Regions from separate parts of the Mus musculus genome. Here regions 1 and 2 are each linked to region 3. Evidence: chromatin contacts called from public ChIA-PET and HiChIP or PLAC-seq data. All regions are on one chromosome and are shown on one strand. Each heading gives the region's core, a stretch centred on a gene start, on an enhancer-like site or on the middle of the called end of the contact. The rest is flanking DNA. Distances are from core to core; before and after follow the strand shown. Region 1 has its middle 8.3 kb from the start of Gm38514. Region 2 holds the start of Syngr2 (synaptogyrin 2). Region 3 holds the start of Pgs1 (phosphatidylglycerophosphate synthase 1).

The links. ChIA-PET counts read pairs in DNA pulled down with a chosen protein or histone mark. HiChIP or PLAC-seq counts read pairs in DNA pulled down with a chosen protein or histone mark.
Region 1: an RNA polymerase II ChIA-PET map of memory CD8 T cells shows a contact between it and region 3, with 1,741 read pairs. The contact joins the enhancer-like site here to the promoter of Pgs1 in region 3. A contact is called at or near these places in 1 of 39 promoter capture datasets (liver), 2 of 484 Hi-C or Micro-C datasets (embryonic stem cells and neutrophils), 3 of 115 datasets of contacts at active chromatin or transcription factors (bone marrow-derived macrophages, memory CD8 T cells and pancreatic cancer cells) and 3 of 9 other capture datasets (adipose tissue, liver and pancreatic islet).
Region 2: an H3K4me3 HiChIP or PLAC-seq map of bone marrow-derived macrophages shows a contact between it and region 3, with 3 times the contacts expected there. The contact joins the promoter of Syngr2 here to the promoter of Pgs1 in region 3. A contact is called at or near these places in 2 of 39 promoter capture datasets (liver and stem cell-derived epiblast-like cells), 5 of 115 datasets of contacts at active chromatin or transcription factors (CD8 T cells, bone marrow-derived macrophages, effector CD8 T cells and 2 more) and 2 of 9 other capture datasets (adipose tissue and liver).

What each region holds. Positions count from the first base shown.
Region 1 is chr11:118,144,133-118,147,922 of GRCm38.p6, forward strand. No RefSeq gene overlaps it. Among named protein-coding and RNA genes, the nearest start is that of Gm38514, 8.3 kb to the left of the region's middle. Within about 2 kb of position 1,784, at least 204 of the 459 cell types and tissues checked have an H3K27ac peak or open chromatin away from gene starts, as enhancers often do. A contact at or near this core is called in adipose tissue, bone marrow-derived macrophages, liver and 3 more, where this site is marked.
Region 2 is chr11:117,808,021-117,811,657 of GRCm38.p6, forward strand. Syngr2 (synaptogyrin 2) reads left to right here and starts at 1,647. Exons shown (of 4, transcript NM_009304.2): 1 at 1,647-1,783. The coding sequence starts at 1,685.
Region 3 is chr11:117,984,400-117,988,157 of GRCm38.p6, forward strand. It overlaps Pgs1 (phosphatidylglycerophosphate synthase 1), which reads left to right and starts at 2,458. Exons shown (of 10, transcript NM_133757.2): 1 at 2,458-2,614. The coding sequence starts at 2,481.

The DNA of each region.
Region 1 (3,790 bases), core at 534-3,033, 160 kb after region 3:
CTAGCTTGTGTCACGTTGACTCAAAAACACAAGAACAATTGATAATCTTCCAATGACCTTCCAGGGAGGCATCTAAACACTCCCACCCCTGTAAGGGAGCTAGCTCTCAGAGAGTGTCATCATCCAATGGAGGTCACACAGCAAGCAGCCAAGCCTAGCATAGAGGCTGCTTTCTCTGACTCTAATCCAGTTCTCCAAGGATCTTGCTGAGAGGCACTATGGTGGCCAATCTTCAACATCAACTTCACTGGACTTAGATTCATTCTGGAAAAACAGCTCTGGCTGTCTCCTAGCGTGTTTCTAGGGAGGTTTAACTACTGCAGCTCAGCCTGCTGGGTAAGATCAGATGTGGAGAGGAAGGGAAGGAAGGGAAGACCCATGCTGACTGTGGGCCGTACCATCCCCTGCGATGGGGGCTTGCACTCAATAAACTGAGCTGATGATTGCCAGCACTCTATGCGTCCTGCCTGCAGCTGCACTGTGACCAGCTGCCTCATGTCCTCCCCATCAAGGTGGACTGTGCCCTCCAACATGAGGCAGATAAAGCACCCTTCCTTCCTTAACCAACCCAGTGTGTTAGCTGTACAAGTGCCCCACATGTGAGGCAAGGTGGCCACCTCAAGAACCAATGAATGAAGACACGCTGGAAGGCAGGCTTGTCAGGGTGACAGTCACCAGCCGTTCTCTGAGAGTGCATTTCTAAGGACAGTGTAGTACACAGTGCTTGCAAAGTACTCAAATGTGCTCTGGCCTTGTTAGCCTCAGCAGCCCATCCACTAGGCTATCTGTACGTGACTATCACCCAGCAGCCCATCCACTGGGCTATCTGTACGTGACTATCATCATCCCAGCAGCCCATCCACTGGGCTATCTGTACGTGACTATCACCCAGCAGCCCATCCACTGGGCTATTTGTATGTGACTATCATCATCCTAGCAGCCCATCCACAGGGCTATCTGTATATGACTATCATCATCCCAGCAGCTCATCCACTGGGCTATCTGTATGTGACTATCATCATCCTAGCAGCCCATCCACTGGGCTATCTGTACGTGACTATCATCATCCTAGCAGCCCATCCACTGGGCTATTTGTATGTGACTATCATCATCCTAGCAGCCCATCCACAGGGCTAGCCATCCCTTGGGAGGAAGAGGAAAGGGGATCAGAAGGGAGGAGTCATCCGCAACCACACAGTGAGTTTGAAGCTGGCTATGGGAGGCATGGTCTCAGAAGGGTAACAACGGACCACCGACCAGAGATGTGGTTCAATGGGTATAGACACTTGCTACTAAGCCTGATGACCTGAATTTGATCTCTGGGACCCACATGGTGGAGAAAATGGACTACTGTAAGTTGTTCTTACATAGGTATACCCATGCATACCCATGTATACCTATGTACACATACATATACCTATGCACACACAAACACACATGTATACCCATGCACACACATGCATACCCATATACACATATGTAGACTGTGCATACACATATATACACACATGTAGACCCATGCACACACATGTATACCTATGTGCGTGCATGCACACATACACATGCACACGCATGCGTGTGCACACACACACACACACACAAAACAAAGAATAATGAAGCAGCAAAGACCCGGGCTCCCTACTGGGAGTAAAGACCACAGCACTTCATCCTCTGAGCTGTTATGCTGCTGTAATTTTCTGGACCAGTGACACATGACTGGGCGTGTGGCTGTGCCTGACTCACTGCAACGCCCTTCCTCTTCCGTCAGCACGCACCACAAGGAAGGTGGTGTCCCTGTGACACTGAGATCTCTTTCCTGTTTCCACAGGAGCGCAGCTCAGTAAATCCCGAGTGACGCACACACCAATGGATTACACGCCACAGGCTCTGGCCTCTTTCACCATCCCTTCAGCTTTGCTCCGGGCACATCTGCCTAGCCGTGGCCATGTGAGTTTGCCATGTCAAGCTCACCAAACTGAGGCTCCTGGGCAAGTGACAGAGGCTCTCACAGGAAGCAAACATCAAACTGAAAGCTAGCATACACAGCGGACAGACGGCAGAGTGCCGGAGGAGGAGTGGAGGGAGGTAGCTGGAGGGCAGCCTTCAGAACACGGGTGGGGGGACTGCACACAGCAGGAAGGAGGAGAAAGGCAGGGCAGCTGGTAGGGCCTCAGGACTGACAGCGGGCATGGAGCTTTGGGCGTTACTGAGATAGCCTGGGCTCCCACACACATGGGTGTCCATGTGATCAAGGAATAAATGGGGCCTGGGGAACACAGCAGGGAGGGGTGGCACCAAGAAACATTGGCACATCAGAGACTTGGAGCTGCCTCATGTCTGAGAAGCAGAAGAGACTCAAACTTCCCAGTGGAAAACAAGAAGCAGGAGATCCACAGTAGAAGTTAAGATGCAGGCACCTCGACCACGAGACCTGCGGTGCCTTCCAACAGGAGGTGGGCGCCTACGTCCCTTGCATGTAACTTGGCCTTGTGATTTGCTGTGGACAACAAGATGCAGAGGAAGTGATGCTGGACTCAGGGTCTAGCCTCTGACTTCCCTCCACAGTGCTTGGTTCCATCCTGTCTCACCTGAGAGTCCTGTGCTGAGAGGCTGGAGACCGGTGAGACGGCAGGCATGCCTGGTATGACTGTGTGACCCAAGCTACAGTCCCGGGGGCCCTCAGATTCTCCCGAGGACACCGTGTGTACAAGGCCAGTGACTCCAGATAGGCTTGGGGTCACCTGCATTCCCAGTGCTTGCAAGGTGGGAGCATGAGCATCAGGGATCAGAAGGGTCTAGCCTAAGCTGCAGAGTGAGTTCAGGGATACCCTGGGCTACATGAGACCCTATCTTAAAAAACAAAAAGCAAAAGACTAGGTGGTGGTGTACACCTTTAAGCCTAGTACTACGGAGGAGGCAGAAGCAGGGGGATCTCTGAGTTCAAGGCCAGCCTGGTCTACAGACTTCCAGGGCAGCCAGGGCTACACAGAGAAACCCTGTCTCAGAAAAAAAAAAAAAAAAAAAGAAAGAAAGAAAGAAAGAAAGAAAAGAGGAAAAATAAAGTAAATCCATGCCCTTCCTCTATCTCATATATTCTGTATACTGTGCATATATATGATATAGTCCCAAACTTCTGTTTAAACAGGGAAGAAGCACTTGAAGTAATAATAACCATGAGAACACTAGTGTGCAGAGTCAGCACACACACACACACACACGCGCGCGCACACACACACACACACACACACACACACGGAACATTATGCAGCCCCGAAGAAGGACGTGCTGGAGCTGTACCAACTGTCTTGGAGACAGACCAAGTGATGCTGCTATACCGGAACGGTACACGCTACATGAGGTGGTTTCAGTGACTCAGGTCTAAGCAGCGCTAGACCTCAATCCTCAGTTTGGATTCTGTGATGCAGCCCCCGCTAAGGGCGGCTTTCCCATGAGGCAGAGAAAAGAGTGGCATGTGCCAGAAGCAGTCTACTGTGCTGTCAGGGCCTGGACTCTCCAGTTCTGCTGTGTGTACCTGGGTGTGGTGTCACACGCCTTTAATACCCACACTTGGGAGGCAGAGGGAGGTGGATCTCTGAGTTCGAGGCCAGACTGGTCTACAGAGTAAGTTTGAGGGCAGCCAGAGATACATATGGGGGGAGGGGTGGGGAGGGATACTGTGTGGTTTAGAAACAATAATGGGCAAGTGTAATGAGAATTTTGGTTTCTTTGAGGACCACAGAATCGTATAGGAGTGTTTTCATTTTAATGCCAGGTGTGGGACAGGGAGCTG
Region 2 (3,637 bases), core at 397-2,896, 180 kb before region 3:
CTAGCCTGGTCTACAAAATGTGTGCCAGGACAGTCAGGCTGCATAGTGAGACTCTGTCTCAAAATAAAACGAAAATCTGAGAAGGGTCTTGTGAGATGGGTGAAGGTGTTTGCTGCCAAGTCTGGGATCCTGAGTTCAATCCCAGGGACCCACCCTGTGAAGGGAGCAAGCGCTATGTCTTACAAGGTGTCCTTTTTATGACATGTGTCATCTCGTGTGCTCTACCCACCCACCCCAGGCACAAACCAATTACATGTAATGATGTAATGGCAAAAGGTTGGTTTTGGTTTTGGTTTTTTGAGATAGAGTTTCTCTGTGTAGGAAAGAGAGAGAGAGAGAGAGAGAGAGAGAGAGAGAGAGAGAGAGAGAGAGAGAGAGAAAGAGAGAGAGAGAGAGAGAGAGAGAGAAAGGGAGGCTTTGTAGGAAAGTCCTGACAGCCAGTTCTCCTTCATCAAACACTCATGGCGTGTATGAACAGATTTTAGGAGGTAGCCCTGGGCTCACCTACCAGCGGCTTGTCACAGGCTCTGTTAGTGTGGGGAGGGTGCAAATAGACGCAGATAGACTGTTAGAAGGCCCAGTCTCTCTTGTGCCTACTCCTGTCTTCTCCCGAGTGGTGACCCTTCTGGTGGGGCAGGCTTCTGCCTCAGTTTCCTTATTGTCCAGCCCCCCTCATTACTGAGGTGAGTCTGTCTCATTATTCATTATCCATTGAAGTGACTGTGGTAAAGCCATCTTGTCATGACTCCATTCTGTGTCACTTCTCAGCCCTCTACACCCCTCAACAGCCATGGTCTCCTTGGGAACAAATTTGTGTTGTCAACAGAAGGATATCTGGAGGCCTCTTGGCGGCCAAGGTGAAGCCCTGGGTTGACACACGACCCCTTCCGATTAAGCATCAGGTTCCCTTTCTAAATGTTATTGGGGGACAGGGGGAGCTGGAGTCTATGACCTAGTGATCTCATTTGTTTTAATTTTTAAAATTACAATCCTCAGTATGTGTGTACTTGAGACTAGATCTCAGATAGCTCAGGGTTGTCTTGAACTCCTTATTCTCCTGCCCTCTTTCTCTTCCTGAGACAACAGCCACCAGGTACTTTGCAGCATGTGATCACGATGTCTAGAAATCTGCCCTTCAGAGCCCTTTGGCTTTCAGGCTTAGCTCCAGAGCAAAGAGTAGCCAGAACTGTGGGGGCCATAGTTATTAATTACTACAGTAGTCCAGAGGTTGGAACTGGGGGCCTCTGATGTGCTAGGCAAGAGCTTATGCCCCAGTCCTTTGGTCTGGAGCAGAATGGTGAAGTGACATCCAGGTATTTACGAGCCTGGATTCTGGATTGGTGGGATTTGGGTGTCTGGAGGGCTTATGGGAGAGGACCTTCACCAGGGCACTGTGTAAGTAAGAGTAAAGTGGGAGCCGCCTAGGATGTCTCTTCTTGGGGACTCTTTGATCCTTTCTGGATGAACTCAGTAGGACATATTTCCCAGGGGTGAGCTTTTCCTCCCCCTTCCGCACCCTGGCGCCTCCTGCGAGCTCCAAGTTTTGCTGCCAACTTCCACGAGTTTGGAGGGGCTACTTCCCGGCGGTTGGCCCCGCCCTGTCGGCGGCCGGACCCGCCCCCGTGGGCGGGGCGGGGCAATCCGGCTAGTTCCCGGCCATCCGCGGCTCGGTGGCGAAAGCGACATGGAGAGCGGGGCCTATGGCGCGGCCAACGCGGGCGGCTCCTTCGACCTGCGGCGCTTCCTGTCTCAGCCTCAGGTGGTGACGCGCCTCGTGAGCATGGTGAGTCCACCAGCGAGGACCCGGAGCCGGGCGTCCTGGCTACCAGGGCCCGTGGGGCCGCGGGCCGCAGAGCGCGACAGGTGGCGGCGGCTGCGCGTCCTGGGCCTTTCGGAGAGCGCGGGGCCCCGTGCCCCTCCGCGTCTCTGTCCCCTCCAGCCCGTGGGTTTTGTCGCCTGTTCCACTCCGGACCTTGTCTCCCCAACTCCGGGCCGGGCCCCGCCGCACCCTGGACCACTGGTCCAGGCCGCTCTGGTGCGGGACGTCCCCGAAGTTCTCCGGGGAGGCAGGCCTGTCGCCTTGTTGGCATTGGGAGGGACCGGAGAGGGGCACGGCACAGCAGGTGGCCGGCACGCCGCGGCTCCCAGCCTAGGGAATTCACCTGGAAGGGACTTTCTGCAGCCACGTGGGGTGCGAGGAGGGGGATTGGCCTGGCACTCTGAAGGAGAGTTTCCTTCCCTCTCAGAGGCTAGCAACAGGTCTGCTTTCCCACCAAATGCACTCCCTTCCCAGAAGCGGGGCGAGCCCCCTTGTACCAGGCGTGCGGGGGCAGCTTTCCATACCTTGGGATGAAAACACTGAAAACTGAGACTTTAGCTGCCAGATTGAGGGTGGCCCCACTGCGCCCAGGGGGTCTGGGCCTGGAGCCTTGGAGGTGCCCTGGCTCCCCGGAATCTCCCAGCCTAGCGGTGGAATCTAGTGACTCCGTCCTGGGTTGTACCCTGTCAGTCAGGATGGCAGTGCCAGGAGCCCTGACCCATACTCCGCGCCCAGTCCTGGAGTTCCGGCTTCATCCACAGCTGGGGGCGGGGCTTGTGACTGCCAGTTCCACAATCCTATTGAGAGCGTCCCCGCAGGATCGCTCTGGTCCTGCAAGTCTGGAGGCAGCCAGGTGCCCACAGACTCAGTTGCATCTGCCGCCTTGACGTGGGCTTGGCGGTGGCCTTAGGGTGTGGGGAGGAAGCGAAATGACTAGGACGATTCCAAAGGAGCTGCTTTCCAAACTTTGGCCAGTCTCTGCTGGTGACTTTCCCACCTCTGTCCTGGCTCCTGCGGGATCTGAGTCTGGCTGTGGATCTGACCACCCCAAGAACCTTGCTCTGAGGGGAACCGTTGTGGGGGTGGAGACTAGTAGTTCTCTGGAGGGGAGGGGCCGACGTGCCAAAGAAGCCGGAAGTCCTTGTAGGGAGAAGGCTGGCTGACTGGGGAGTCTCTTGCTTTAGGGGGAGTCTTGGAGGGAAATAGGGCAGCTGTTGAAGGGTGTTCTGGAAGATATTGGTTGATGCTGTAGAGTTGACTTGGGGCAGGGTGTTGGGGTGAGGGTTAGATGAAACACTGAGTTTCACCTCCGTGATTTTGTGTCCCATCCTATTTAAAACTCATTCAAATGGGAGGTGGTTATCAGCATTGAGGCAGCTGAGGCAGGATTGTCATGAATTTCAGGCCAGCCTGAACTTGAGTGAGATCCTGTCTTTTTTATTTCTCTTTACTTATTTTTATTTTGTATGTATGTTTGCCTGCATGTATGAAGGTACACCAACCACGTGCATGCCTGGTATTCAGAAGGTGGTTGGTTATCTTGTCCTCTGGAATTGGAGTCACAGGTGGTGATGAGCTAACATGAGGGTCTCCAGGTCCTCTGCAAGAGCAGTCAGTGCTCTTAACTGATGAGCCATCTCTCCAGCCTGAGATTCTATCTTAAAACAGCCAATAAGGACAGGTGTGGTGGTACAGGCCTTGAATCCCAGCATTCTATTCTGGAGGCAGAGGCAGGTTCTCTGAATTCCAGGACAGCTAGCTAATGGCATCCTGTCTCAGAGAAAGAAAGGAAAACCCTGAAACTTACAGATGCACACA
Region 3 (3,758 bases), core at 1,208-3,707:
TCTCTCTCTCTCTCTCTGTTTTTAGGCAGAGACTCATGCAGCACTCGCTGGTCTTGAACTCACTTTGTTGTAACAAATGCTGCTTAACCCCTTATCTTCCTGCCCCTGTCTCCCAAGTTCTAGGACCTGCTTCCTTTCCTTCTTTCTTTCTCCCTCTTTCTTTCTTTTTTTTTTTGTTTTGTTTTTTGAGACGGGGTTTCTCTGTATAGCCCTGGCTGTCCTGGAACTCACTTTGTAGACCAGGCTGGCCTTGAACTCAGAAATCCACCTGCCTCTGCCTCCCAAGTGCTGGGATTAAAGGCGTGTGCCACCACGCCCGGCTCGCTTTCTTTCTTTCTTTCTTTCTTTCTTCCTTCCTTCCTTCCTTCCTTCCTTCCTTCTTTCCTTCTTTCTTAGATACTAATGCTTTTGTCTCCTGAGGGCTGGTAAGGACCAGGATTACAATGTGGGCTACCATGCCTGCTTGAGATTGTCTTTTTACCACTCTTTGATAATATTTTTTCATTGTCTTAAAAACTAGTATATCGGGGCTGGAGAGATGGCTCAGGGGTTAAGAGCACTGACTAGCTCTTCCGAAGGTCCCGAGTTCAAATCCCAGCAACCACATGGTGGCTCACAACCATCCATAATGAGATCTGATGCCCTCTTCTGGGGTATCTGAAGACAGCTACAGTGTACTTACATATAATAAATAAATAAATCTTTTAAAAAACTAGTATATTATTTATTGTTATTGTGTGTATATGTATGCTCTGGAGTGGGCACATGTGTGGAGGCCAGAGGACAATTTCCTCAGCAATCTCCTTTATCCATTGAACCATCTGGCTGGACTTTCCTTTTTAATTTTATTTTTATTTAAATTTCTGAATGCTCATTTATTTTGTGGGAGCAGCAGGCACACAGATGCTATGGCGCACATGTGGAGGTCAGGGGACAAATTGAGTCTCTTTCCTACTATATATGTTTTGAAGTTGAAACTCTGGTTGTCAGCTTTGGCAGCAAGCACCTTTATCTACTGAGCCATTTTGCCTGCCCCTGGTAAATTTTATAAGTGATGCCATGAAATATTATTCTAGGGTATCATATTCTCATGGAGCTATGGCCATCCATTGTATTGATACACCACAGTGTATCTAGCCAACTCCTTCACTGAGATTTTTTGTTTGTTTTTCAAGATAGGGTTTCATTGTGTAGCCTTGGTTATCTTGGAACTCATTCTGTAGACCATACTGGTCTTGAACTCACAGAGATCCATTTACCTCTGTCTCCACAGTGCTGGGATTAAAGGCGTGCACCACCACCACCACCACCACCACCGGCTGTTTCCACACTTTTCAATAATGGGAGAAAGACTGAGATAAATATTCTTTTGAAATGTGTCATTCACTTTCCTGAAATAGTTTGGTGGAGGTGAAATTCAGAATGTTAGTTCAAGTGTTACAGCTTTAACTCCATCATCTCTGGGGTAAAGAGAATTATGACTGTTTTACAATGTTTCTAGCTTCTAAGTCCCAGAGCATGTGAGCCAGGGAAGGAATTAAGGGCATGAAAGTCAGACAGGGGCAGAGGAGGGTCAGGCCTCAGGGTGCTGAACTGAGTGATGATGCACACGAGTGCGGGCACAAAGCAGGGGCTGGCTATCTGACAGGTGTTGGGCACTGAGCTATTGCAAGAATCCTTCCTCTTGGAGCCAGGCAGGTGAGTTGAGGGCGTAGGGCTCAGGAAGTTATCAATCTGACAGGTGTCAGGACTCTGAATGATCACTAGCTTCCTCTCTCCTGGAGCAATGCAGGTGAGTTTAATGCGCATGGCGGCAGCTGTCAGTGTGACAGGTGCTAAGATGCCACTGACATCCTCCTCCTTGCTCCCTCATGTGAGTGCATGGCAGCAGCTGTCAAACGGACAGGATTGAGGCGCTGAGCAGTTACTAGCTATTCTCCCTCCTGGACTCTCATATGTGAGCGCAGGGTAGCAGCTGAAAGTCTGCGCTGAGCATCCTTCCTTCTTCTTGGAACAAGGCAGATGATCATAGGTCGCAGGGCAGCAGCTATCAGTCTGACAGGACTCCGGGCGCTGAGCTGTTATTAATCCTCCTGGACCTTTATGTGAGCGCAGGGTAGCAGCTGGAAGTCTGACAGGTAGTCTGGTCGCTGAGCATCCCTCCTCTTACAGCAAGGCAGATGAGCATAAAGTGCAGGGCAGCAGCTGCTAATCTGACAGGATTCGGGGTGCTGAGCTGTCACCAGCATTCTCCCTCCTGGACCATCAGGTGAACTTAGGACTGTAGTCCATGCCTCCCGCCCTTGAGCTCCCTGTCTGGCGCGACGCGGTGCCCCAGAAAGGATACAGAGAGGCAAAGACAAGGGAATACAGCCTATGCAGCTGTCACTGCCGCTACCGCGCCTGCGCGCTGGCTCCCTGTTCGCGCTCGCACTGTCAATAAAGTTCTCGCGCGCCGGAAGCGGAAGCGGCGGGTCTCCATGGCGGCGCCGGCAGCGGGCCCGGTGTTCTGGAGGCGGCTGCTGGGCCTGCTGCCTGGCAGGCCCGGGCTGGCCGCGCTCCTGGGCCGCCTCTCCGACCGTCTGGGCAGGAGCCGGGAGCGCCGGCGCCGGAGGTGAGAGCGCTCGAGAGGGCCGGGCGGGGGGTGGGGGACTCGCTGTCTCCCCGCGTGCCGGCGGCTCAGCCAGGAGCCCCGTGGGCGTGCACCGTGCAGGAGCCACCCGGGGCGAGCTCGGGGCTGCGGCCCGGCCCTGGGGCCAAGGCTGCTGTGCTCCGGGCTCGGGGCGTGAGTGTGGCAGTCGGGGTTAGAGCGGTGAGTTGGCCGGAGTGAATCAGCCCTGCGGGGACCCGGTGCAGGCTGGCTTCCTCACATCCTGCCGGAGACATTTCTCAATCCTGACTCAATCGGTACTCAGGCCCGTGAAGAGGAAACACTCGAAACTCTTTCTGCGCGCGTTCGAAAGGCTTGTTTCTGGAAAAGTACTGAAGTGGGTTGTGTAAGCGGTGAGGGAAGCTTTGAAGCAGTTTGTTCAGGCAGTGGTCCTTTAAAGGAAACATTTGCCAAGAACAGGCTCAACCAAGAGGCCTGATGCTATTGCTAATTTTCAGGAGCGCGCGAGATAGATATTGAGATTGTGTGTTTGTGTGTGATATTCTCTCGTGTGGATATGTTTAGAGACTTCGTTTTCTTTTTCTTCAAATGCTGGGGCCCAAACCCAGAACTCCATGCACACAAGGCAGGTGCTTTACCACTGAGCCACATCTCAGCTCCTCCTCTCTCTCTTTAAAATAAATAAAACAATTAAAATAATGACTGTGTGCTCAGGTGGTGGTAGGGGAAGTCGGTTCTCTTTTACCACGTGAGTTGAAGTGATTGAAATCGGATCATCAGGCTTGGCAGCAAACTCGCTGGACCCCCAGTTCTTTTAGAGACACAGTTTCATGTATCTATACTGGCCTTAAATTGAGTAACTCAGGTTAGCCTAATACTCCTGATTCTCCTGCCTCATGTCCAATGCTGACTCCCAGGTGTGAGCTGTAATGGCCCATTCTGGTTCTGTGAGTAAGATCTGTGGGTAAGATCTTGTCTCTAGATGGCTTGAGGTGCAGTCACCTGCGTTGGTTCTAGATGTGGGTCATTGATTTACAGAGTAACAGGGAGCTTGCCAACCCAAGCACAAATTAGACTTAGAGGACCTACTGAATGACAGAATCAAGGCAGACAGGCAGTCTTATCTCAGGTTGCCTGCTGATCAGAA